Linked DNA regions of Mus musculus: regions 1, 2 and 3 are each linked to region 4. Evidence: chromatin contacts called from public HiChIP or PLAC-seq data. All regions are on one chromosome and are shown on one strand. The core of a region is the stretch at or near the end of the contact, and the rest is flanking DNA. Distances in the headings are between cores, read along the strand shown.

What was found. HiChIP or PLAC-seq counts read pairs in DNA pulled down with a chosen protein or histone mark.
Region 1: a contact with region 4 is called in an H3K27ac HiChIP or PLAC-seq map of extraembryonic endoderm stem cells, with 9 times the contacts expected there. The contact joins two enhancer-like sites. A contact is called at or near these places in 1 of 15 datasets of contacts at CTCF or cohesin (large pre-B cells) and 2 of 115 datasets of contacts at active chromatin or transcription factors (extraembryonic endoderm stem cells and large pre-B cells).
Region 2: a contact with region 4 is called in an H3K27ac HiChIP or PLAC-seq map of extraembryonic endoderm stem cells. The contact joins two enhancer-like sites.
Region 3: a contact with region 4 is called in an H3K27ac HiChIP or PLAC-seq map of extraembryonic endoderm stem cells, with 4 times the contacts expected there. The contact joins two enhancer-like sites. A contact is called at or near these places in 1 of 484 Hi-C or Micro-C datasets (liver), 4 of 115 datasets of contacts at active chromatin or transcription factors (embryonic stem cells, extraembryonic endoderm stem cells, large pre-B cells and 1 more) and 1 of 9 other capture datasets (embryonic stem cells).

The regions. Positions count from the first base shown.
Region 1 is chr12:77,024,476-77,032,006 of GRCm38.p6, reverse strand. No RefSeq gene overlaps it. Among named protein-coding and RNA genes, the nearest start is that of Gm35189, 27 kb to the left of the region's middle. Within about 2 kb of position 1,301, at least 4 of the 459 cell types and tissues checked have an H3K27ac peak or open chromatin away from gene starts, as enhancers often do. A contact at or near this core is called in extraembryonic endoderm stem cells, where this site is marked.
Region 2 is chr12:77,082,610-77,089,531 of GRCm38.p6, reverse strand. No RefSeq gene overlaps it. Among named protein-coding and RNA genes, the nearest start is that of Gm35189, 31 kb to the right of the region's middle. Within about 2 kb of position 3,386, at least 112 of the 459 cell types and tissues checked have an H3K27ac peak or open chromatin away from gene starts, as enhancers often do. A contact at or near this core is called in extraembryonic endoderm stem cells, where this site is marked.
Region 3 is chr12:77,055,481-77,062,225 of GRCm38.p6, reverse strand. No RefSeq gene overlaps it. Among named protein-coding and RNA genes, the nearest start is that of Gm35189, 3.8 kb to the right of the region's middle. Within about 2 kb of position 1,620, at least 189 of the 459 cell types and tissues checked have an H3K27ac peak or open chromatin away from gene starts, as enhancers often do. A contact at or near this core is called in extraembryonic endoderm stem cells, where this site is marked.
Region 4 is chr12:77,494,589-77,501,189 of GRCm38.p6, reverse strand. No RefSeq gene overlaps it. Among named protein-coding and RNA genes, the nearest start is that of Gm35240, 56 kb to the left of the region's middle. Within about 2 kb of position 2,604, at least 5 of the 459 cell types and tissues checked have an H3K27ac peak or open chromatin away from gene starts, as enhancers often do. A contact at or near this core is called in extraembryonic endoderm stem cells, where this site is marked.

The DNA of each region.
Region 1 (7,531 bases), core at 52-2,551, 470 kb after region 4:
CTCAGACAGAAAGATCATTGCCCTGAATTTGATGTCTACCATCCTCACACATATCTACTATTTTAGTATAGATATATATTGTATATAACATATATGCTATGTATATATGCTACATGGTACATATTAATAAATATGCATATGTACATACGTACAGTTGATCCTCTGTATGTATGGGTTCTATGCCCATGAATTCAAACAACTTCAGATTGAAATTTTTTTAATTCTGTTTGTTCTTAACATATATACTTATGGGGGCTAGAGAGATGGCTCAGTGGTTAAGAGTACTGACTGACTGCTCTTCCAGAGGTCCACAGTTCAATCCCTAGCAACAACATGATGGATCACAACCATCTATAATGTGATCTGATGCCCTCTTCTGGCACACAGGTGAACGTGCAGATAAAGCACTCATACAATAAATAAATACATCTTTTTATATTTTTTTTTATTAATCATTTTATTAGTTTACATTTCAAATGATATCTCCTTTCCTGGTTACCCCTCCACAAACCCCCTATACTATCCCCTGTCTCCTCTCCCCTTTGCCTCTATGAGGGTGTTCCTCTGCCCCACCCACCCACTCCCTCCTCACTGCTCTAGCATTCCCATATGCTGGAGCATCAAGCTTCCATAGGACCAAGGACTCCCTTCCCATTGATGTCCGACAAGGCCATCCTCTGATACATATGTATCTGGACCCATGGGTCCCTCCATGTATACTCTTTGGTTGGTGGTTTAGTCCCTGGGAGCTCTGGGTGGTCTTGTTAGTTGATATATACTTATCTCTTATCATTATTCCCTATAGTATGCACAGCAGCTACTTATAGAGCATTTGCTGTGCATTAAGTATTACAAATAACCCAGAGTTGACTTAAAGCACACAGGGGATGTATACAGTTTACAGACAAATCCTATGACCTGTTATATAGGGACCTAAAGATCTTTTGATTTGGAGATCTGTGTGTCCCCAAGGGATGGCTATGGACCTTGAGGGATGACTGGATAACACAGAGTGTTGTTTCTGGTCCCTGTTAGCAGATAGGAAAGTGGAGAACCCTGAGTCTCATTTACTTGAAGAAAAATTCCATTTATCATTAAAAACAAACAAACAAACAACAACAACAACCCAAGCTCTAGTTCTGTGGAAGGAGCTCATAGGAAGGAGGCTCGGGGCTGGAAATGGCTGCCATTTCCAGCCTAAGGGTGATTTAGAGAGACAGAGGGCCTGGGTTCCCACGTCAGTGCTGAGGTAAATACTGACAAACAAAGAGGAATTTGTTTTTTAAGATTTCCAGACAATGGCCTGTGCTCTATATCCCTGTCAGTGCTGATAGCCGAGCCCAGACGTCACCCTCCACTCCACCCTCTACGCCTCACAGTTGGTCTTTTTAGCTGCCACAATGAAGACATCTAATTGAATTCTGGTTTGGGGGCCAGGTTTCCCATGTCCCTGGCTGGCTGGAACTCACCATGGACCTCAGATGATCTTAAACTTATAGGGTCGCTCCTGCCTCTGCCTCCCAAGAGTTGGGATTATGGACATGCATGGCCATGCTTGGTCACTATTGAATTCCATCCAGGAGCTAAGAGTGTACAAAGTATTTCAATTTGCCCCCTTTTAAAAAATGACGAATATTGACAAACAGCAAGCCTGGAAGCTGTTATTTACCAAGGTTGTTGTAAGCTAAACTCACAAGGTGGAGATTTGTGCTTCTTTATTGAGCTTGATTATAAAAGTTTCTATCGAGCACTGTCAAACTCACGAACTGGGGAGAGACGTCAGATTTATAACACAGTCCTAAATGGGCAACAGCAGATATAAAAATCTGGGATTTAATATCAGCTTTGAAAATGTTAAATGGGGAGTTGGAGTAGCTCTCACTTTATGAACTGGCACACCGTGGAATGAAAGGCTCTATTGATTCCTGACAGCAGAGACTGTCTCCAAAATGGATTGGAGTCTTTTCATATCCCATTTCATTGTAAAGGCGCGTTTCAAGGGATGTCCTCTTCATTTCCATTCAGTGTCCCGGACTTAATTGGAAAAGAAAGCAAACAGCTTCAGAGAGAAGAACCCCCTCCCTGAGAGCCCACTGGGGTCACTGCTGGGTGGACTAAACTAAAGAAAGTTGCTAAAGCTTGAAAAACTCACGTGGCATTGGGGGTTTTGGCAATAATTCCAGTGCAGGGCTGGAGAGACGGCTCAGCAGTTAAGAGCACTGGCTGTCCTTGCAGAAGACCCAGGTTTGATTTCCAGCCCCACACTGAGCTGCTCTCAACCCTCTGTAACTCCAGTTCCACAGATCTGACCTCTCTTCTGGTTGCTGTTGGCATCTACAGACTCATGGTACACGTAGGACGCTCAGACACACAACACATCTCACACACACACACACACACACATGTTACCTACATATATGTAACATGTACACATATATAATACACATATATACACACATAACACACACACATATGATCTTTGTTTCAGAATTTTAATTCCAGTGCAAAACCAACTGAGAGCACGTCCCTTGGGCTCTGTAATGGAGGCCCAGGATGGGAATCCTTGGTGCCATCCTTAATTTTTTTTTTTTTAAGTACTGTCCATGTCTGGAGAAGCCTCCGTAGGACCTCGCTCGCCTTCTTAGGAGTTCAAGGCTCTCAACTCAGGGCCTTCTGCATATGTGGGCCTCAGCCATGCCTGACCCACAGGGCAGAAAAAAGCAATCTGAGAACACAGTACAGAGACCTACTTTGGACATTCACTTAACTTGTTATAAGGCAGGTATCCCGGAGAGCTTTTGTGCTTAGAATCCCAGTCTGTGTATATCTCCAAAACCCTATGTAGTTAGGGTTTCTATTGCTGTGAAGAAACACCATGACCATGACAACTCTTATAAAGCATTTAATGGAACTGGCTTACAGCTTCAGAGGTTTAGTCCATAATCATCATGGCAGCACACAGGCAGACCTGGTGCTGGAGAAGGAGTCAAGAGTTCTCCAACTGGATCTGCAGGCAACAGGAAGAAAGAATGAGCCACTGGGCCTGACCTGAGATTCTGAAATCTCAAAGCCCACCCCAAGTGACACACTTCCTTCAATAAGGCCACACTTTATAATCCTTTCAAACAAAGCACTCCCTATGAGCCTATGGGGGCCATTTTCCCTTAAATCACCACACCCTCAAACGAGATATTGAAAAGCCCAAGGCAAGATCTCTGTGTGCTCTCTGACCTTGGAGATCAACAGGTATTGGGTAGGAGCGTCTCTCTTCCAGATAGCTTCCAGTTTAGTTTCCTAGGGTTTCTGTTACAAATCGAGCACCTGAGATGGCACAAACTGATTATCTAACAGTTCTAGAGGAGAGATGTCCAGAACAGATTTGATAGGGCTTTCAAAGGCCACATCCTTCTGGAAGCCCTAGAACAGGATCATGCATGACCTGGCCTTTTCTGTTTTCTAGAGCAGTGGTTCTCAACCGTCCCAAGGCTGTGACCCTTTAATACAGTGCCTCATGTTATAGTGACCCCCCAACCATACAATTATTCATTGCTATGTCACAACTGTAATTTTGCTACTGATATGCATCATCACGTAAATAGCTGTGTTTCCAGTGGTTTTAGATAGGTAGAGCACTTCCCCAAGGAGTACAACCCACAGATTGAGACCCTCTGTTCTAGAGCCCTGCTGGATTTCCTGGACCTTAACTCTTCCCATGTCACAGTGTGTCAGTCCGGCCACAGCTTCTGTCATTGCACCAGCTCTCCTGTCTCAACTCTTCAGGTCCACACCAGACCAGAAAACCCGAGTGATACCCACATGTCAAGATCCCTAACAATCACATCTGCATGGTCCCTTTTCCCATGCAAGTCAACACAGTCAGGTTCTGGAAGTCATGAGATAAACATACTGGGGAGAGCATTAACTAGGTCCTCACACCTCTCCACTGTTAAACTAAAATCTTCCATTTGGGAGGCATTCCCTTGGGGTCCTGTACTTCCCATGTTTAAGGGATTTTTTTTTTTTTTGCATGTTTGGCACGGGAGTCATGGGTCAATGGTAGGGTGTTTGTCTAGCATGTGTGAGTCCATGGCTTCAATCCCCAGAACCAGAGAGTAGGAGATGGGGAGCAAGTGCCCCAGGTAAAGCTAAGGTCAAGAGAGTATTTGAGAGTATTAGCTCGCTCAGGAGTTCTGTTAGCTTTGACTCTTCTGCTATGAGGCCAAGTTAAGGTGATTGGTGAAGGCCCTTGGGCAATGTCCTACTCTAGCCCTACAAACCATGAGAAAATCCAGTGGTATTTAAGATTTAAGTCTTGTATGGTGGTACAGGCCTGTAATGCCTGTTCCAGGCGTACAAGGCAGGAAGAATGTGAGTTCAAGGCCAGTTGTGCTATATCTAGAGACCCTGACTCCAAAATGGGGGAAAAAGAAGAAAAGAAAGAGGAAGAGAGGTGAGCTGATGACACAGCTCAGTTGGTAGAGTGCTCACCTAGCACCCACAAGGCCCTGGGTAAGATCCCAGCACAACGTGGATTTGGTGTGGTGACACACACCTCTGATCCCAGCTTTCAGGAGATAAGGAGAAGCTTCAGGAGTTCAAGGTCATTGTCAACTGCTTAGTGGCAGGATAGCCTGGGATACGTGAGATTCTGGCTTAAAAGAAAAAATTACATAGTGTTGTGTCTTATTAAGAAAGAAAGAGAGAGAGAGAGAGAGAGAGAGAGAGAGAGAGAGAGAGAAAGGGAGAAAGGGAGAAAGGGAGAAAGGGAGAAAGGGAGAAAGGGAGAAAGAGAGAACCAGGAATATATTTGGTAGAGGCATAGTATGGTGAGATGGAAGGGGGTGCCTCTGTGGGCCCATGCTGAGGCATCCCATCCCCCTGAGGACAAGACACATGACAGATATGGTATAGAATAGTTTATTTAGGACATAGGGAGGGGAGTTGAGGGAGTAGAAACAGAGAGAGAGAGAGACAGAGAGAGAGAGAGACAGAGAGAGAGAGAGAGAAGAGGAAGAAGAAGAAGAAGAAGAAGAAGAAGAAGAAGAAGAAGAAGAAGAAGAAGAAGAGGAGGAGGAGGAGGAGGAGGAGGAGGAGGAGGAAGAGGAGGAGGAAGAGGAGGAGGAGGAGGAGGAGGAGGAGGAAGAGGAGGAGGAAGAGGAGGAGGAGGAGGAGGAAGAGGAGGAGGAGGGGAGGGAGGGAAGGAGTGAGAGGGAGAGGGAGGGAGGTTGAGAGAGAGAGAGAATATAGGAGTAGAGGCTGGTCATGAAACATGGAAGGGGGAGGGGACTGGGGAGAGAAAGGACAGGGAGGGAAAGAGAGCAAGAGAGAGGAGTGGGCAAGCAGCTCCTTTTATACTGAGTCAGGCATACCTGGCTGTTGCCAGGTAACTGTGGGGCAGAGCCTAGAAGAAATGCTAACAGGTAGTATAAAACTCATCACTCAAAACAGAGATCAAAACAGAGACACTTACAGTCACTTTAAAGAGAGATGAGCTCTAGGCCAGGACATCCTCTGAGTCTGTTAACTGAAGGAATTATTCTGCAAGCTCTTAAGCAGGGCCAAGGAGGTCTGAGGATTGTAGACCACAAGCCGGAAGTCTGTTTGCTCCTCCAGGCAGGTCCTCCCCCTCCCCTGCCTTGAGTGTAATGGGAGCAGCCAGGATCTCCTGATGGGGACAACCCCAGATCCTAGAGCTCAAGAACTCTTTCTCTTCCTTTTCCTTCTCCTTCTCCTCCTTTTCCTCCTTTTCCTCCTCCTCCTCTTCCTCCTCCTCCTCCTCCTCCTCTTTCTTTTCTTTATGAGAGCAGAGGGTAATGTGCCACATGAGTCCAGTTGCCCATGGAAGCCACAGGGACATGATACAGTGCTGGAGTTATAGGCAGTTGTAAGTCATCAGATCATCAGATTTGGGTGCTGGGAACCAAACTCGGGACCTTTGGAAAAGCAGCAAGTGCTCTTAACTGCTGACCCATATCTCCAGGCCCTGCTCTTCTCTTCTGACCTAGTGCTTCCTGCACTGATTCCCGAGCTCTGAGCACCCTTGTGGACACTCCTCTCACCTACTCCATTTCCACCAGAGACAGGTTACACTCCAGCTGAAGCCGGCTTGGCTGCCTTGCATCTTACAGTGAGGCAGTCAGGCAGCTTTTTTGTTTGCATTTTTCTCAGAACTTGTTACTATGAATCATCATCTCACTATCCAGTCGCATTTGGAGCATCCGAAAACAATGTCAGGCTTTCCAGGACAGTCCGGGGACCAGATGATGATTGGCTGCCTCAAGGTAAATGCCACCGTGCACAGCCTCCTGGTGGCCAGGCCTTCTGGCACCATGTCAGCACACACATGCTTTCAGACTTCTGTAGCTCTTAGTGTCCTCCACTGGGCCAACATTTGTGGTCCTATCATAGGCTGTTATCGGCTCACACCTTGCAAGTGTTATGACAGCTGGCTCAGAACATAGAAACGGAACCAGCTCAGTGTCTGGTAAAGAAGGGTGGAGGAGGAGAGGTGGTGGGTGGATCTGAGAAGGAGGCAGATAAAGGGATAGCCGACTTTGCCTGCTTTACATTTAGTAACTGCCCCTTAGGCTAGTGATTGTTCTTGTTTTCTTTGTGGGTCTGGGCTCTCATCTTGACTCTTCTACTAACTACCTGTCTACGTGAGCCTTAACGTCTCGTATTTGTTTCTTCTGAAGAAGAAGGAATGCTGACAATCAGAGTCTATTCTAGATAGATGTTCTTATGCTACTTTTAAAAATACCAGTGGCATTTATTTCTGTGGAATTACAATTGAGTCCGACAAGAGCTCTTTGGACTTCAGCTTCACAACACAAGAGAATAAATGAACTCAGATTTGGAACCCAGCTTCACTCCTACTGTTTGACCTTGCAAAATTATTCAGCCTCTCTGAATTTCAATTTCTTGTCTGTAGAGCAGGAATTATGTCATTTACCTTGCATAGTGGTGAGGACTATATGAGATGATGTATATGTCTCTGCATAGGGTTATCTTTGAATAAAAAATTCTAAAATCAAATATAACTTGCAATGTCTTCTACTCAAAAAAACATAAAGGGAATCCAACTTATTTTTGTTTTTTATTTATTTATTGTATGTTTCTTTTGCTCATTTTTAGACAAGATCTCATTACATAGGGGTCTCAAATCTGAGGTGTTCTTGAGTCCTTTAGACATATAAGCCACCATGCCTGGCAATCCTATTCATTTTATTTATTAAGTGTGTGTGTATGTGTGCTTATATGTGTGTATATGTGTATGTGGGTATGTGTGTATATATGTTTGTATGTATGTATATATGTGTATGTGTGTATATATGTGTCTGTGTGTGTAGTATATGTATGTATGTGTGTATATGTATGTATGCTTATGTATGTGTGTATGTGTATGTATTTGTGTATATGTGTGTCTGTGTGGTATGTATGTGTGTGTATATGTGTGTATGTTTATGTATGTATATGTATGTGTGGTATGTGTGTGTGCAAGTGTGATACACACATGTCTACAGTGTGCTCA
Region 2 (6,922 bases), core at 2,137-4,636, 410 kb after region 4:
CAGTTGGAGTCACCACCCGGTTAAGCTTATAGTAATCTAAATAATCTACAGTCATTCTCAAAGATCCACCTGTCTTCTGTTCAAACCATATATGTGTAGGGAGTGGGACTGTGCTGGGAATTACCACCTCTGCATCCATCCATCCCTTTCTTCCTTCCTTCTTTCCTTCCTTCCCTTCTTCCTTTCGTCACCCCTCCTTGCCTCCCTCTCTTGCGCACTTTCATTTAAACATTTAAATTTATCCCTGTTGTTCATGTGTTTATGATGTATGTGTATGGGTGCACACACCATGATGCACGTGCAAAGGTCAGAGGACAACTATGTGGAAGGATCAGTTCTCTCCGTCTACTTTTACATGGGTCTAGGGCTCAAACTCAGGTCACCAGGCTTGTACTTTTACCTGCTATGCTATCTACCTCTCTCCTCTGTCTGTCTGTCAGTCTCCCCCCTCCCCTCTCCTCTCTCCTCTTTCTTGCTTTCCATCTTATGTTAAAAGCTGAACCCATGACCTCACGCATGTTAGACAAGTGCTCCACCACTGAGGTCTGCCTCCTCTTTCTTCAACGTGAGTAGTTGCAGGCTATCTCCTGTAAATCCTGATGTTGACATTAATCTCTGTAATCCTTCTAGAAACTCGCCTATCCTTTGCCTTACTATAGAGGCTGTAACAATGGCTTCTATTTTACCATCTTTGGCCTAATAGCTGCTTACTCCCTTTGGCCTTTTTGTTGTTGTTATAATGACCTTCTTGAGGCTAAGGAACTTCATAAAGAAGAAAGTTGACTTAGTTCCCAGTTCTGAAGTCTCAAGGGCAAGCTGCTGACATCAGTTTTGCTTTAGTGGAGACTTTCTGGGGGGTGGTACCACAACGACAGCTGTGCAAGTCAGACTGCCAGACTGAATCACTAGATGGAAAGTCAGAGAAGCTGGGGTGTGACCAGGCTCATTTGATTTAGTTTCTCTGATAATGCTCTTGTTAGAATTAGTCCAGGGTTCCGTGAGAACTATCTTAATCTCTTCTAAGGGTAATGCTCTTAGCAAGAACTAGCCCATTTTTATTAGAGCCCATCCCTTAAAGATCTCTCCACCTCCCTGCCCCCACCCCCACACTGACGACCAAGGCCCATTGTGAGGTTTTATGATAATGGAAAATTAACTAGACAGTGGTATTTGAAGGTAGGGGGCATATGAGCAAGGATGTGGTGGTTTCATATGCTTGTATGTTTGAATGCTTGGGACTGTAGTTGGTGGAACCGTTTGAGAAGGATTACTGTAATTAGTCCTGTAACTAGTCATGTAATTAGTCCTGGCTAGTTCCATGTAACAGAATCTTCCAAAGTCCATTCCACTAGCTACTTCCAGATACTGGTGATGCAAGTACATTTTCCAATACTGTAACAAAATGCCTAAGATAACTTGTAAAAAGAGGATAGGTTTATTTGGGTTCACAGTTTCCATCCAGAGTCTGAATATATAGCTCAATGGCAAACACTTGCATATCATAGTCTCTAACTTATCAACTCCGTTGCTTTGGGCCTCTAGTGAGGCAACACACTATGTCAGAGAGTACAATCACTTTATGGCCAGAATGCTAAAGGAAAAAGAGAGGAGGAGGACACTATTCTGAAGTGGTGGATACTTTAAAAGTTCAAGCCTATTAGAACATCTTAGACCATTGGGGACATGCCCTTGATGGAGATTATAGGACCCTTGTGTCCCCCTCTTCCAGATTCCAACACCTTATAGTCTACAGCAAGGTTCCACTAGTGCCCCACTGTATTGGTACTGTGTCTCCTTAAGAGGGTTTCAAAGGTCTAGAAGTCACGGAGTGGAGATGAATTGTGCCACTCAATGTGACCCATTAACAAAAGTTTATTATCACAGTATTATGTTCTGATCCCTAACAGTCTTAGTTACTTCCACCAAGAGACGTAACAATGACTCTACTATACTACAAGTCAAGGCTGCCGCTGTCTACTTGGGGTTTGCTGTGCTCATGAATCAAAGACAAAGAAAAGATACTTTCTTGGATGGCTAAGGTGGTTGATGCTGATTACAAAGGGAAATGGGATTCCTATTTTACAATGAAATCAGGACAGAGGAAGAGGGTTGAATAAAAATGGCTCCCTTGTGCTGGGCGGTGGTGGCACAGCCTATAATTCTAGCACTTAGAAGGCAGAGACAGGCAGATTTCTGAGTTCAAGGCCAGCCTGGTCTACAAAGTGAGTTCCAGGACACCCACGGCTATACAGAGAAACCCTGTCTGGAAAAACCAAAAAAAAAAAAAAAAAAAAAAAAAAAAGCTCCCTTGGGTCCATAGGGAATGACACTATTAGGAGGTGTGGCCTTGTTGGAGAAAGTGTGCCCTTGTTGGAGGAAGTGGGTCTCAGTTCACTTCCTGCTGCCTGACAATCCAGATGTAGAACTCTCAGCTCCTTCTCCAGTGCCATGTCTGCCTGCAAGCTACCATAATGATAATGGACTAAACCTCTGAAACTGTAAGCCAGCCCCAAATAAATGTTTTCCATTCTAAGAGTTTCTAGGGTCATAGTGTCTCTTCACAACAATAAAACCCTAAGACAGTATATCAGTGTACCTGTGAGTGTGTACAATCCTTTTGGCATGCTCTGTGATACAAGTCAATAGAAAACTATGATTCAATGAAGTCAGAATTATGAATGGCTCAGACCTCCAGGAATACAAGTCTGGATAAGTCTACTAAAGAAAGAACTAGGGCACACTGATGTGGTTGTTGACATCAGGACAGGAGAATACAAAATAGGTAACTGGGGAAGCAGAATGAAACTATCTGGCCAACTATACAAATGACGGCTGTAATTACCACTGCATTTTCTCAATAGGTAGATAGATAGATAGATAGATAGATAGATAGATAGATAGATAGATACATACATACATACATACATACATACATACATACATACAAACATACATACATGTATACACGATACCAATACATAGATGATAGATATTAACTTATCTTCCTATTTACCTATATATTAAATGTGGTTTTCTTTTCCTCTATCTTATTCCCTTACCATGTAGCAGAAGATGTATTGACCTTATATCATAGTATTTATACATCATTAATTTTACACCACAATATTTAAGTTACAAGATATCATAGAGAAAGTAAATACTCACAAAGACTTTAGTTCCTCTTCTGGGGAAAAGAGTTTAGTGGGATTTTTTGTTTGGGCTTTTTTGGGGCTTTTTGTTTTGTTTTTATGCAGGGTATTTGTATGATGTTAGTAAAAATTCTAACATTTTTATCATCTCCATTTGAAGAGTACGTGTGGCTTAAGATAGTCAGTCATGTTGACAGAGGGTGGACCAGAGATAACTGGTTTTATGTGTCCTTTCTCCTAGTCAGGAAGTGATGAAATAGTTGGTTAAACATTATACTGAGCTGATTCCCCTCTCCAATGTGAATAGCCCTCAAACAATCCATTGGAAGCCTAAATAGAACAAGAGACTGACAGAGAATTTGCTCTCTCAGCCAGATTCTCTTCGAAGCGAGACATCAGTCTGAGTATGACTGGGACTGGAACTCCACTCTCCAGTCTCCGGCTCACCAAGTGTTGTCTTTGGGGCTTCCCATCCTCCATAACAACTCGAAGCAATTCTTTATTTAAAAAATCATCTATCTAGATACATAACGAGGACATAGATAGAGGCATATAGATGCCGATAGTTCTGTTTTTCTGGAAAACTTTGATCAATAAAGATAATCAGCTAGGTATACACAGAACCAGGAACACTTCATCTCGTCTTTTTGTGGACACGTTGCTTTTTTAATTTCTCTGGGACAATTCCTATCATTGAATTGCTGGTCACAGAGCGTGTGCTCATTTATGAGAAGCTGCCAGGCTATCTTCCAAATAATGTGAGAGCGTTCCAGTTGCTTCGCATCCCTATCCACATTTGGTATTGTCTATCACTTAAGTTTAACTATTTTGGTTCGTGTGTAGTCATTTTAGTATAGTCATTGGCATTTCCATGCCAATAATGAGGGCTATGCTCATATTTTCCATATGCTCGCCAGGCGTCTCACGTGCTCTCTTCTGTGAAACACATTTCCTGCTTCTTACTCAGCACTGGGCTTGCTTTCTGTTTTACTGATTACATCTTAGTTTTGCAAGCACTCCTTCTCATGCTGTGGCTTGCCTAGTCATTTCCTTAAGAATATGCACACCTTTAACTTTGATAAAGTGGATTTTTATGGTTGCCGTTTACTGTAATCTATAAAAAATATGTCTTGACCAACTCTGAGGTAATAAAGACGGAGTCCTGTGTTTTCTGCTGGAAGTTCTCTAGCATAGTCCTCACATTTCAGGCTATGCTTGATCTCAAATCAATTTTTGTGAATGGTGATGGATAAGAGGGGCTCATTTCTCAAAAATTTATTTTATTTGTGTGGGTGCCTACCTGTGTGTGTATACACATATGTGTCAGCCTGTGTGTGTGTACACATGTATGTCAACTGTATGTGTATAGACGTGTGTGCGCTTGTGTGTACACATATGGATACCAACCTGTGTGTGCACATATGTATGTCAGCCTATGTGTATACACACAAGTGTGTACATATTCAGGAGTCTGAGTATAAGCACACACACGTGGAGAAGGGGTTGACACACATCAACTGTGCATGTCTAGAAACCATAAGATGCTGTCAGATCCGTTGAATCTAGAAGTGTTTACCCGGGTACTGGGAGCTGAAGTCTGGTCCTTATGATTGCCCACCAATTGTTCTTTCCAGCCCCCAAATCTCACTTTTTAAAATATGAAAATTCTGTAGAGTTCTAGCTTCATTTGTTGAAAAGACTATCATTTTCTCAGTGTAAGGCACAGGCACCATTGTAAAAGGTACTTGAAAATAAATGAGTCTATTTTCCATCTTCATATCAGTTCTGATCATGAAATTATCTATGTGCCAATTGACTCTAACAATTGCTGGAGTTTCCTGATAGGTCTGAACCCCTGTACTGGATTGCTACAACTTTGTTCCCAAGTCCACCTTTAGCTGTTCTACATCCTTAGTGTCCTCTACATTTTAAAATCAACCTGTCAGTTTCTATACCTACCACCAACAACATAGTCTTATTTTTACTTTGTAAGTAAAAGGGGTGTGTGTGTGTGTGTGTGGTGTGTGTGTGTGTGCGTGTGTGTGTGTGTGTGTGTGTGTGTGTGTGTGTGTGCGTGTGTGTGTGTGTGTGTGTTTTGCTGAAGATCAGACCCAGAGTCTTGTACACACTAAGCAAGCACTCTACCACTGAGCAACTTCCCCATCCCTTGGCCTTTTAAACTAGGTCTCACTATATAGCTCAGGTTGGCCTTGAACTTGCCTTAAATTTGCTATGTAGCTCAGGCTGGCCTTTGAATTTTTGATCCTCCGTCCTTCACCTTCTCAGTATAGGGATCACAGGTGCATGTCACTGCACCCGTCTTATATTCATTTCTCTTTATACCACTTCACAACCAAACTTCCTGAGTTAGTCGTGCCTGAAGAACACCCTTACACAGGTCACCAAGGGCTTTCTCAGTGGCATAATCTTTTGGATCCTTTCCCTGCCTTTGACTTGTCCAACGGCACTGGCAGCATTGTCATCTGGCCATGTCTTGTTTCCCCACCCTCTGCCCCTCCCTCCGAGAGCATCTTTTTTTTTTTTTTTTTTTTTTTTTTTTTTTTTGGCTCTCTCACCACAGTGCTTATTGAGCACGCACCAGGATTCAGTGGCCAGTGATGTCCTATACCTAAAGCCTATCATAGTGAAGAAAAACAAAATTACAGCATTTGACATCTCAATGCTAAGACACCTGTCTGCAACCCAGACTCCCCATCTTTCCTCACAGGCTCCTCAAACTTGACATGTCCAAAAGCTATTCTTCATCTGCGTTCATCTTCACTTTCACCACACACCGACACACACACACACACACACACACACACACACACACACACACACATACACACACACGAGTTTAGTGCATAACTGAGTCCTGTCTAGATCTCCTACTCATCTCTGGACACAAGCTGCTCCATGCCCTGTGTGTCTATAATTGGGCCAGAGGTCTCTCTCTTGTTTCCTTCAAGGTTCCACTCTAGTTTTGCCAACTTCCATACCGCATCTCTCTGACAGACCATACTGCACACAGCAATTTTCTAATGGAACTCTGATCATAAGACCTCCCTGACAAAAAACTTTTCACTGCCTTTTTTTAGTCACTGCTCCATTGCTCTGAAGAGACACCATGACCAAGGCAATGCTTATCAAAGAAAGGGTTCAATTGGAGGCTTGCTTACAGTTTCAGAGGTTAGTCCACTTTATCAGGGTGGAGAGTATAGTGGCACACAGGCAAACATGGTGCTAAGAGTTCTACATCTCTTCATAGGCAGAGAGAGAGAGAGAGAGAGAGAGAGAGAGAGAGAGAGAGGAAGGAAGGAAGGAAGGAAGGAAGGAAGGAAGGAAGGAAGGAAGGAAGGAAGGAAGGAAGGAAGAGATTGGGGCTGGCATGGGCTTTTGAAACCTCAGAGCCCCACAACTCGGTGACAAGCTTCCCCCCAACAAGGTCACATCTCCTTTTTTTTTTTTTTTTTTTTTTTGCCATTATAGAGAATTTTTTATACATTTTTTAAATTATTATTAGGTATTTTCCTCGTTTACATTTTCAATGCTATCCCAAAGGTCCCCCATACCCACCCCCCCAATCCCCTACCCACCCACTCCCCCTTTTTGGCCCTGGCGTTCCCCTGTACTGGGGCATATAAAGTTTGCAAGTCCAATGGGCCTCTCTTTGCAGTGATGGCTGACTAGGCCATCTTTTGATACATATGCAGCTCCCGGGTACTGGTTAGTTCATATTGTTGTTCCACCTATAGGGTTGCAGTTCCCTTTAG
Region 3 (6,745 bases), core at 371-2,870, 440 kb after region 4:
TCTGCACTAGTGTGAAAGATTCCTGTAAGCAACAGGTTTAAGACATGAAGCTCAGAGTTCCTCTCTAACCCGCTTAGTTACCTACTTAGCAACCCAATGCCTTCTTTAACAAATATTTCTATTCTTCTGTCCAAAGGAACTTATTTAGGGCTGGAGAGATGGCTCAGTAGTTAAGGGCACTGACTGCTCTTGCAGAAGACACAGATACAACCCCTAGCATCCACACAATGACTGACTTACAATCATCTGTGACTCCAGTTGCAGGGGACCTGACACCTTCCTCTGACCTTTGCAGGCAGCAGACACACAAGCGTATGTAGGCAAAACATATAGGCATGTAGGCAAAACGAATATACAAAGTAAAAATCTTTTAAAATTCAGAACCTAATTTTTAAAAGTATAATGTTGTAAGTGCCCCTAAAACTGCTTTTTCTGTCATCTCCTGGAGCCTTGCCTATGATCCCGTGCCCATACAGCCTGGTGCTCAGCAGAATGTTCCCGTCAAACCTTTGAGACAGCGTTGTGTAATTCCTGCCTCCCTTACATTCTGCTAGGCCAATTCCCACCACCCGGCCTCTCCTGGCCTGTCTGCTCCGCTAAGAGCTTGGAGTTTGGCTTGCTTTTCTGTGCCTGAGCTCTGGCCTGGAATTTGCTCCATGGCAGAAATCTGGAACCACCTAGTATCTGATTACCTCATCTGTCCCTTTTCAACCGATTTCTGAACCTTCGATAACTTTGTTCCACCTTCTCTAGTTTTCTGGAAGCTTCCGTGGAGAGCTGGCCCCATGTCTGTGGGCTTTTGATAACTGGAATACTCTTTTAACCCCCTTGCTCTGTTTGAAACAAAAGGCCCTGGATTTTAGCCATCCCAGGCCCTGGGGAGTAAGCAGGGCTCACCTTTAGCCTGGCAACATGGGCCTTCTGAGGGTTCCAGAACTCTGACCTTAAACTCCAGCGCTAAACAACACGTTGCCCTCCCCACGCTTCCAAAGAATGAAAGGGAAGCATTATATTTTTAGCTTAAAAGTCCTGGCTTTCAAGGGTTGGTATAAATTAACATGGCGGAAGGGGGTACATCCTAAGCCAAAATGTTAACAAGGACAATGGGCCTCTGAGAAATCAACTTCTAGTCTTTTTTTTTTCCTGGACTTTCCAAATTTTAAATAAATGAACAAGGGCTATCTTTAGAAAACAGAACAATGTCCCATATTTGTGGTCCCCTCCCACTGGCTGACTTTTCTTTGTGCTTTAGTACAAATATAGGCCAGGGTGTGACTGATAGTTGATAGCTCGCCTGGGTGTGGATCCTCCCTTCCCTGTCTCCCAGAAGAAGGTTCTTTGAAGAGCTTCCGTGTTTGTCCAGCAAATGACTACAGCCTAAGAAAACTCAACTTTCTCAGAAAAAATTTCCAGACATTTCTGATTACAGCCAAGTCTCCAAGAGAAGCCTGAGGGAAGGAGTCCTGAGGAGAAAATGTTTTGTTTCTGACCAGGGGCTTGGGCCCCCTCACCCCCTCGGGCGCCCCACTCTGACCCCACCCGTCCCACCCACACCTTAGTAGCCTTTGCTCTCTATCAGCTCAAGCCCAACAGAGGGTAGCCCTTCTACTGTGATACCCAGCTGCTGTCACTCAACGCCTGCGTCCCCTTTAAAAATGAAAACAAGTTCCTCAGACTCCAGAGCAGGAACTCTGGAGACGTTAGCATATTCTGGCAAGGCGCCTGATGGATAATAGATAACAGGTTATCCAGGAAATAATTAGAAGCCTGCGCCCACACGGATCGGTTGCACACACTGACCCCTGTCATTCAGGATGTGGCCCTGACAGTAAGAACCCTTTCTTCTTTCGCTTTCAGGCGTCAGAAAAATGTCAGGCTTCTCTCCTGCCTTTATGCGGTGACAAGTTAACAAATGCTGAGTTTCCAAAAGGCACTTATAAGACCCTCCGAAGCATGAGTTCTCACGAGTCTGGGGAACCAGTAGGTTCCCTCCCATGAGCCCCTGGGCGGGGCGGGGTAGGGGAAATCACTTCCTCAGCCTCGTGCTGCTGTGTAAGGAGTCCTTGCTTCCTTCTCTCCACCCCTCCCTGTTTCTTTCCACCCCTTGCCTGAAGTTCTACCCCTGACCAGCTACTTTCAAAGTCCATGCCTGGCTGCTGAGCAGAGTCTAAGTAGCCACCCGGACTCTTCTCCAGCTGGGGACATTACCCCACACCCCACACCCCCAATATGCACCGATTTTGTTTGCTCTGAGATTCGGAAGTATTCACTTTTGTTTGTTAAGTACAGTCTCTGTATGCATCCACTGCTGTAGATATGTTGATGCGGTTATGACAGTCCATGGCTTCCACCATCTTTATCTTTTTCTTTGGTGAGATGTGTGATCTGAATGTAGATAGGAACTGTGACTAAGGGACTTCCCTGCCTTCCCTGCATTGAGCAGATGAAGATTGCTAGTAAGTCTATTCTTGGATCCTAAAGGCAGTGGGTTCCATTTTTCTCTTTCTACATCTTTGAGTGGGGTTGCATGTTTGTTTGTTTGTTTGTTTGTTTGTTTGTTTTTCTGTTCTAAAATCAAGAGTAATAATAAAGACCCCTTACTCTGACCATGACATTTCGACCAACACATTGTGTGTACCTCTGAACTCGCTCCAAAGTCTCCCTTTATTCTCCTCATTTCACAGACCAGAAAACTGAATCTTGGGGCAACTAAAAGTAAAGTAAAAACTGGAGTTATCAGATCCTAAGTTCTATCATCACACAAGCCTATTGTCCTGCACAAACAAACAGGCAAACCTGGGCCAGGCAAACTACACCATGCTACTTCATTCACGTCTTATACCCATATACGCTAACTCTTTCAAGGAAAGAGACCTGTGCCCTGGAAGTTATTAAGGAAAGCCCTCCCTTGAGAAGGGTGGTGGGAAGCTGTGGTGTATCCCCTATAGCATCCAAATCAACCATAGGTTTCATTTCATTTGAACCTCACATTAGAAATGAAGTTTAAGCTAAGAGCTGAGAAACGGTTTGCTCCAGGACCTTGGGTTTGTAGGTAGTTTGGATTCAGACTTCTAATTCTTAACTCTCTCCATACCTATGTTACCATCTCAGTCATCCCAAGATGCTTCAACAAACCACACAAAGAACTGTGCAGGCCTTCCCAGACCCTTGGCTTGTTTAGTAGTTAATAGTTTGTAAAGTTAATCATGTGGTCAAGAGTTTGCACTCCAGAACAAAATTTGCCAAGGTCAAATGTCAACTCTGGCACTAGCAACTTCTAAGATTCTGCCCCAGTGTCATTGTTTCCTCAACTAGAAGATAAAGGAGCATAGTTAGTCCCCTCAGACTGCTCTGAATAGGGTGTGGGAGAACGTGATGGGGTCATGATCCCTTCCAAGGAAGCTATCAGTAAACGGAAGTTGTTAACAATTTCTGCTGTCACCAGTAGCTGAATTGACAGAGGAGTGCCAGTTTCAGCCAGCGTAGTTTATGTTTTCCTGTTAGAGACAGACAGGCTCTCCAGAGTCACTGCCTCAGCTTCAATCCCCACCACCAGTACACACGAAGCAGACACTGGGGCAAAGGTTTGAGGACAAGGAGTTAGCTTGGTCAGTGATCCCACAAAGTGAGAAAGTGGGAAAAGTGAGCCAGGGATGAGAGTGTCACAGAAACATCACAGGAGTGTTACAGGACTATCAAAGGAGTGTCACAAGAACATCACAGGAGTGTCACAGGACCATCACAGGAGTGTCACAGGAACATCACAGGAGGCTACCGCTTGGGACTAAGCTCTGTATAGACTCAACAGACCAGAAGAAAAATTGAAATCAAACTGACATTCTCCATCACTAAACCAAAACTAAGTTGTTATCTGGACTTCTGGGAGGGGTGGATGGATCACCATCTAATCAGTTAGCTTTTTTCTATTAGTTTGTCTCTCTGCACTCCCTCGCTTACCAGGAAAGTAGCTTTGAAATGACCAAGACACTCTTCTGCTACTATTGCTCCTCTGCTCCCCCTCCTCCTTCTGCTCCTCCTCCTGCTCCTGCTCCTCCTCCAGCTCCTCTTCAACTTTTCTTCTTCCATTTTCTTCAGTGCTTTTATATCCATAAAGCTAAACTCCACTGCTTGACTCGCTGGCACACATATTTTATTTGATTGAATGAAGCGCTGGCTGGTTCCCAAATCACGGGTAAAGTCAATTAAGATCTCTAAATTAGGGTTTTGCCCATAGCCCAAGGAGCTCTGCGCTGCTCTCTGTGTGGTTTATATGAGGCCTGTCTTAGGGACTGCTGAGGTGGACAGAGATAGTAAGACAACTATAGAGTTAAGACTTCAAAGCTTGAATTCAAAATACTTACAAATCCAGGAAGCTTGCACAAACTTCCCTGAGAACAAGCTTCTGGATTCCATCCCCATAAATAGCTCCTGTTAGTGCATGTCTGTAATCCTAAAGATCAAGAGGTGAAGGTAGGCCAAATATCAAGTTCAAGACCAGCCTGGGATATATGAGAACTTTCTCAAAAAAGACGAAGAGGAAGAGGAAGAGGATGAAGAAGGAGAAGGAGGAGGAAGAAAGGAGGAAAGAAAGAAAGAAAGAAAGAAAGAAAGAAAGAAAGAAAGAAAGAAAGAAAGAAAGAAAGAAAGAAAGAAAGAAAGAAGAGAAAAAAGAAAGAAAGAGAAGAAGGGAAGAAAACAAATTTTCAAATTAAAAGAAGTATGTTTATCTTTTTTGTTTTATTTTTAATTTTAATATATATATACACACACACACATATATATGGGTATTTTGCCTGCATGTATGTCTGTGCACCGTGTATGTGCAGTGCCTGGGGAGAACAGCAGAGCACACTGGATCCCTTGACTGAAGTTACAGTTACAGTTGTAAGCTGCTATGTGGGTGCTGATGTGTATTGTACCACTAAGCTGCACCTGGTTCCTCTAGAAGAGCAGTCAGTGCTCTTAACTGCAGAGCCATCTTGCTAGCCTGTAAGTTTGCCTTTTTATAGAGGCAAGCCAGTAAGGGGATAGCGAATAGGTTTCAGCGAGAAGAGATTCAATCCCTCTGAGACCTTCTGAGAACTTGCTTAGCACATTCCTCAGAATGGTCCCTGAGAGCCCTGCACCCACAGCCACTGGTCAGGGTCACTTCTGGGACAAGCTCTTCCAGGAACAGAGCACATGCTCAAACAGGAGCAGGAAGTGGTTGGTACCCAAGAACAGCAGGCAAGTGACCTTGGAGTGAGCCAACTGTGAGGGGCAGAACCACAACTGATAGCTACAATCACCTCTGCTCCATACATGCTCCCTTCTCAGAAACACTTGCCAAGCAGCCCAACTCTTTGTCCCGGATCTAGCTTTAAAGAGTAAAGTTTCCTCTTTGAACTGTAAATACAAGATCAGCAGTAGCCTCAGAACTTCTGTATAACCAGGCTGGGTGTAGCTCCGTGGTGCTAGTTTAGCATGCACACGCCCCTTGGTTCAAATCCAACACCAGATGCAGAAGCCGGCACTCTGCAACTCCATAAAGTCCCCATAGTCCCACACAATGGACATGGCTACAAGAGAGAGAGAGAGAAAGAGAGAGAGAGAGAGAGAGAGAGAGAGAGAGAGAGAGAGAGAGAGAGAGAGAGAGAGAGATGTTTAATCCCCATGGTAGAGCAGCAAAGCAAAGGACAGTCCTCCAGAGAAGTTTTGTAGCTTTCAAGCCTTTTAAACAAGATTATAAACAGTTTGGTGGCTTCAGTTGAATGTTGATTCCAAGTCCCTGGGGGAAACTACAGCATCCCCCCCTTTATCTCAGCAAACCCTGTGAGGCATAAAGAGTCCTGCTCCGGCCACTATTCTCCTGTGTGGATGCTTTCAGAATGCTGTTACCTTTAGAGCAGCTCTTTGACATTTTTTTCTTCGCTCGGTGCACACATGTAACAAGACACTAAAACAGATATTCTGTTAGGGAGCAAAGACAAAAGAGCTCACACTCCAAGGTGAGGTGTCAAACCATCGTGAAGGATCTGGGAAGAAGGACAAGAGAGGACCCTAGATTTGTGACTTGAACTACTTGCTCATAGCAATAAGATGGCTCTGAGTTTGGATATAAAGGCCGAATATTTGTGGACATTTTCTGGTGTTCTGTGAAGGAGACAGGACAGTGGGGCTACCTTAGAAAGCTTATGAAAAAGGGGGCCTCAAATCATCCATTGTGAGAACTCAGTATGCATTCCTTGTGAAGTTTAGGAAGCCCATGGGGCTGTTTTCCACCTAGAAACTCTAAAGAGCAAATAATAGGCTGACCCTGGCTTTGACCACGGAGTGAAAAAGGTCATGGAGGGGGTTAGGAACTCATCAAACAGAGGGTGTGCAAGTGTGTAGCCAGATATGAGCCATGGCTTAGAAAGCTAGGAGAGTCTCAGATCTGTCCCCAGGGTTGTGCTGATGGACAGACAGACCCCAGAGAGAAGCCCGAGGCCTCTCCAGAGAGGTTGAACGGCAGCCAGAACAGAGTGAACCATCCTGGGAAGCAAGCTACAGAGAGGACATCCTTGGGGAAGGAAAGATCACCACAAAGGAAGAACATTAAGCAGTCAAGGAAGAAAACCCCCGGGTCCCCCACACAACTTCTCAGATCTGGAAACCCAACTTTGTTCTGAGAGGAGCCCTCACTACATAGCCAAGACTGACCTTAAAAGCAGGATTCTTTCGTCTCAGCTTTCTAAGTGGTGGAATTATAGGTTTGTTCAGGGTT
Region 4 (6,601 bases), core at 1,355-3,854:
ATCAACCAACAAAAGATCCCTGTGGTCCTTTCTGGAATAGTCATTTGATGGCTGTGGGCCTTTTCATAAGGAGAAATGAAGAAATGAGGAAAAATCCTTAGCATAGAAGGGGGTACTGTTACTTTAATATTAGCATTGCTTTCAGATCTTGAGATATATATATCTTGTCTCATATATATGTGTGTGTGTGTGTGTGTGTGTGTGTGTCATGAGAAAAAAATACCACAGAAGGAGACCCAAGTTCCTCTTGCAGCCTGCTCTGGTGGCAGGAAAGATGCCAACAAGCCCTGTGCTCATGACACTGGAAATGATGGCCGCTATCATTGGCCAGAAAACTCCAAGGGCAGCGCCAGCACCAGTGCCAGATGCCCAGAAACTGCTGCTAACAAAGCAGGGTTGCTCCCAGGTGACTGGGGTTTGACGGGAGAACTGAGGCCTGAAGGATAGAGTTGCCACATACCAGAATCAGGAGGGTTTATGGAAGTCAGTTATTACTACAGACCTCTGACCCTTCTCTCTGACTCACTCTTTCAGCCTGAAGCCACTGAATACCCTTACCTAAAAGGGATGAGACTCTGCCTGGGAGTGACTGAAATGCCTGACATCCATCAGGGCCCAACTGCCATTTGTGACAAGCACACTGGACTCCCTCACACGGAGTAAATTGGTTTGACCTTTAGGAGGAAAGGGAAATATGTCACCTTCCTAACTCGGGTGATGGGAAGATACCCTCTACAATGAGAGATGACCTCCCTGCGTAGACTCCCCAGGAGGTGCAGAAAGGCCCTGGGCAGGATTGGGACTGAAAAATTGAGGTCAGAGCAAAGGCACGTAGGGTAGAGTTTAATTCCCACAGGCTAGCCCGGATAGGACACCCTGGCAAGGCCTGCTTCTCAGGATCTGATTTCTCTCTGTCCCTCCCAACCCTTCTTAGACTGGCTTGGAAAGACACTAAAGTGGATTTGGCAGGGAGGCTGGAGGTGCTCAGCAAGGAGCCATCTCAAGGGGGATGGGACAATAAAGGAAACAAGTGCCTTGCTTATGAGATTCCATGCCCTACAATGAGATGCTGAAGAGTAGAGAAAAGAATACAGTACATGCCATTGATTGACTCTCCCCAGCACTGTCCTTACTCCATTGCCACCGGCTTTGCTGAGTTCCATGTTTGAAGGGTTTCTAACAAGCCCTTCTTCATTGTTTTCTGCGGCCTCTGACTCACGCAGAAGCTGGAGGTCTCCTGGCTAAGGCTTTCTAGGATACAACACTGGTTCCTGGAAAACGCCAAGGCCTTTCTGCGCTCCACTCTATGGGTCTTGGTCAGATGACAAGGCTCTAGGCAGTCTCTGCTGGCAGAGAAGTGAAGAGTAAAGAAAGCCTGAGCCCTGAGACAATCTCTTCCCTGCCAGGAAACCAGAGTGATGGGAAAAGTGTTCAAGTGTTCAGCAGTGGGAATTCAGAGAGGCCATTACAAATTTGAAACCTGCCTACAATGAAATTATCTACCAGTTGCTAGAGGAGCTAGGATTAGAACTCAGAGCTGAGAGGAAAATAGAAGGAACTCTCTCTGATGCAAATCATCTGCACACTGAAGACCCTTCTCTGTTTTACAAATGAGGACTTAGAAAGAGAAAGTAATGTCTCCAAGACCACATAGTAAGAAGTGGGGAATTTAAACTCTAGAGCTCTGAAATTTAGATCCTTGTTCTGTTCACAATAAAGTGATGCTACACTCTTAGTGAACTCTCATTAGAAGATTGCATACTTCCTTATATTTATTTCTTGAGGAATTCCTCATTCTAGGACAGTGGTTTTTAACCTGTGTGTCCTGCCCCCTTTAGGGTCACCTATCAGATAGTCTGCATATCAGATATTTACATTACGATTTATAACAATAGCAAAATTACAGTTATGAAGAAGCAAGGAAATAATCTTATGGTTGGAGGTCACTACAACATGAAGAACTGTGTTACAAGGTCACAGCATCAGAAAGATTGAGAACGACTGGTCTAGGAGGTCTTTCACTCAATACCTTTACTGCACAAGAGTCAGGGTATTTAACCATAGTTGACTTAACATACCACCCTTAGAATTTCAGTGATATAACTCTCATCTTGTAGCCTAGCAGCAGAGAGAAACAGGAAGGAGACATGGACATATGGGTACTTCAAAGGCAAGCTCCTATTGGGCTACCTCCTCTAGCTCTTATCTCTGTAAATTCCCATGAGCTTCTGGAACAGAAGCCGAAACCAGAGTCTTCAACATGCAATCTTGGGAGTAATATTTGCTATTCAAATGATGAGTCTTCTTGTGTGTCTAGGAAAAAGAAACAGATGGATGAAATTCATCTGTCTCTTGGGCTCCTGAAGGAGGCACATTCAGCGGGGGTTTGGAATTTGACAAGGATTACATTAGAATATTCTTATTCCTCAATAAGAACATGGAAGAATCCAGGGATCAGCAATAACAGACTCTCATACCACCCACCCCTCCTCCTGGGACAAAGAAACCGTGATAACAGAACCTAGGCAGAGCTGGAGGCAGGACTGTGCCTCCTGATAGGACCTATTGTGACAGAGTATTCATCTACTGCCAGAGCTCCCATATCAGAGGGTGGAGGGGGTCAGAGAAGAAATCCTCTCATCTCTCTCATGCCTCGAATCTGCTGCCTATTCTCCCTATGACTAAAGCCAACTGGATGCCAAGACACAAGAGCCTGGGAGGTTGATACAGTGATCAGCCTCTCAGATACAGGAAGGGCAGTCAGTGGATCCCAGAGGCAAAGGTCAGGAGATCAAATAGCACACAATCCAAACACCTGAGTACCTCCACTTCCAGGAAATGTCATTCTCCTTTGACATTTGCCTTGTGTGAGCTGCACCCTGAGCTCTAACAGTCTACATGAACCTATTGGTCCTAGAGAGAGGCCAGTGTCAGCCACATGTCTCATAACCTCACCTGACCCAATGGACACTCGTGATGTAATGGGATAGAATGCAAATCATCACAAACCTTTTCTATCTCCAATATAGAATCCAAAAGGTTCTGTATCAACCCATGAGCCATGCAAAGTCCAGAATGCTTTATAGGAAAGATGAGAGGACCATGGCTAAGGGATCCTGACACTCTGGGCCCAGAATAACTCAGCCCTTCCCCCTTTCCCATTGTCAGTCCATCTATCATCCTATTCTGTCTTCCTCCACCTTCAGTAAGCACCTCCTGGAACCTATGTCAGCCTGGGCTCTGGGCTGACTGTGATTAACTGAGCAGATACACGCACAAAGCTGGTCACTCTTGCGGGGCTCCGAGAAGCAGCTGCAGTAATTACAGGGAATTTCTGGAATGGAGACTAATGGTGCAGGTTCAGATCTAAAACGCTTTTGATCCTCTTCATCATTAAAAGGCCATTAAAGGTACAACACATATATTACCAGGCATCAAATCTGCATTGATGTAAAAAGAAATTAGGCTAATAATTGTTCCCAAGGCCATTATCTCCAGTGAGGGAGGGCACGCGCCTTCCCCTGTGGTTCCGCAGAGGGCTTTCATTGACCCAGAGCAGTTCAGTTTAGACAACATTGATTGAACCCTTTCTTGTGTGTCACTCTAACCAGACACCTGCATCTGTGAATACCCCAGTTTAAACTGTTGAGTTTCAATGATTTGCCCTCTAGTTTATAGGCTGACTACTGGGAAGGAAAACAAAACAAAACAAAACAAAACACCACAGGTGATAGAGATGAGAAGTTCCACATGACACAGTGATCCTAGCAACAGAGGCAGAACCACTATAAATATAACCGAAGAGACTGCAGAAGCTAGTTGAATGCTTCATGTTAGTAAGCATTCACTCTGCATCAGTTTCATTTAAGAACTTCACCCACTACCCAATGAATCTCTCTTTCAGGCCCCATGTGAGGACAAGATTAAACTGTTCTTATTGGTTTAGGTCTCAACTACCTTCTCCTAGCTACCAGCAAAGACTTCTATCCCAAAGACCCACTGTCAGGTAAGCTCTCCTCAACCAGCCCCTCACAGCCATATTCCCAAGCATCTACCAGGGTTCCAAGACTGTTGCTGATAGATTTATGTTGATATAATAAACACCATGATCAAAAACAACCTGGGAGAAAGGGAGGATATTTACAAACAGGTAACACTGAGAGAATTAAAGGCAGGAGTTCAAGGCAGGAGCTGAGGCAGAAACTATGACAGAGTGATGCTTATGCCTTGCTCACCTTGCTTCCTATACAACCCACGACCAGGAGCCCAGAGATACTACTTCTCACAGGGACTCTCCCACACCTATCAACAATTGAGAAAATTCCCCCATAGACATGTCCACGGGCCAATGTGAAGGAGGCCATTCCATCTGAGATTCCCTCTTCCCGGGTGACTGTAGTTGGTGTCAAATTGACAAAAACTAACTAGCACACAGACCTCTGACCTGGTCCCTGGTTGTCACGCACTGGATCTTATTTTTCAGCCAGGTGTAAAACTGAGTAACAAGCCTCAGACTCTCAGGTCCTCCAAGATGAAAAATGGGATGTCGAAAAATAGTTCTAAGCAATACATAAGGTATGAATTTCTCCAGAGAAGAATCAGGGTGAGAGACAGAGATAAAATAAGCAGCAAAACAGACAGAGGGACTCATAGAAGCAGACTGTTAAAGACATAGCTTACAAGTTTTAGGGTCTAGACCACAATAGCTTCAGAATGAATCTAATCGTGGTATTGAAAAAAAAAAAAAAGATTAAAAAGACGGTCGTCTGCATAGGTATGAGTTCTCAACTTCAGATGCTGAGGCATAAATCTGACTGGAGCCTGTAAAGGGGGTGCTGGATTTACGCCTAGAGGAGACCAGAAATGGGCGGATGGTCCTTGCCTCTGTAGCTGCCTTCTTTCTAGCTCTTAACCAATAAGAGACTGTTTAAGTCAATGCTGGTAACTTAAATATTTTTCTAATATCTCTATACAAGGATGTAATTACCTTTCACACTGCTAGAGCAAATACTCTAGGCAACTTATAGAGAAAAATGTTTATTTTGGCTTAGAGGTTCCAGCTCAGGGCTGGTTGGCCTTGTCTTTAAGTTTGTGGTGAGGCTGCACCCCACAGTAAAGGCACCTGGCACAACAGAAGAGCTTGCTCCAGGATTGGGGAGTGAGAAGGAAGAGACAACACAGCCCCACAACCCCTGGGTGCACACTCCTAAGGACTTAAAGACCTCCCACTGGGCCTTACCCCCTGCTGTCTCCACTGTGCTTCCACAGCCCTGGACAGGGACCCAGCCTTTACTACATGGACTTTTGGAGGACACTTAGGGTCTGATCAAGAGCAAAAATGACATGGAGTGGTGTCTCCGCAAGTAGTGAAATGATTGCAGCATTATGTGTGTGGTTACACAAGCACTCATGGCTTTATGTGTGTGCTTACAGAAGCACTCATGGGTAGCCAGATGCAGGTAGATATCTATGAGTTCGAGACCAGCCTGGTTTACAGAGTGAGCTCCAGAACAACCAGGGCTATAAAGAGAAACCCCATCTCAAACAAACAAAAGAAATGGTTAACACTGGCTACCCATGAGAAATAGGCAGATGGCTGGAAGGCTGAAGTTGGAGGGAGAATTTTCACTTTAGTATTTGTAAGATGTTGAATGTAACTTCTCTATTCAAAACATAAAATGAGATCAAATCACTTTAAGTGAACGTGGGAGGGAGCTATCATTTATTGAAATTGTATCAGACACTTTGCATATTATTTTTAGTTTTACATAGTTTTTTTTAACTTAAAAACATGATATAAAAAGCCCAAAAAACACAAATGTGCAAAAAAAAAAAAAATCTGTCACCTATAATCTCAACTACTTTCAAAGAAAGCGACAGTTAAAACTTTGGTGTAAAGTCTTTCATTTAGATGGCTGTTTTATAAAAATAGTGCTGCGCTGTTCCTGCTGCTTCCTAACTTGTTTTTCTCACTTCTCATCATACCATGAACATTTTCTCATGCCTACACTGTTCCTCGGAGAAATAATTTTAAGCGATTGCATAGTACTGTATGGATGCGCTACAACTTTTAAGTGAAGTTGCTATTTTAAATATGTGTATATACATATATCTATATATGTTTAAATAATTTTTTACTTAAAAATATAGTATAAAAGTCTGAGAAATGCAGATGTGCAAAAATATTGTCACCTATAAGCTCAAATATACATACATACATACATACATACATACATACATACATACAAACATACAAACATTTTTTCCCTGATATTTACCAAGTTCTTATCTAAAGTCCTAGAATGGATGGTCAGGAGATAGAAAATATTCCTGGTATTCCAAAGAGAAAGATTTCAAAATAAAGAATTAGAGACTTGGACAAACATTGGCTAAGCTGGTGGAGTGAAGCTCTACCAAGTCTGTGCGTGTGTGTGTGTGTGTGTGTGTGTGTGTGTGTGTGTGTGTGTGTGTGTAGGACAATTAAATCTTACTCTAGTTCACATGCATAATACACAGAATAGCTGTAAACTCTCAGTAAGTCTGCTTCAAAAATCAGAGTCCATTTCCCACCCTGTAGTTCACTATAAAGCAGGCTCTCACG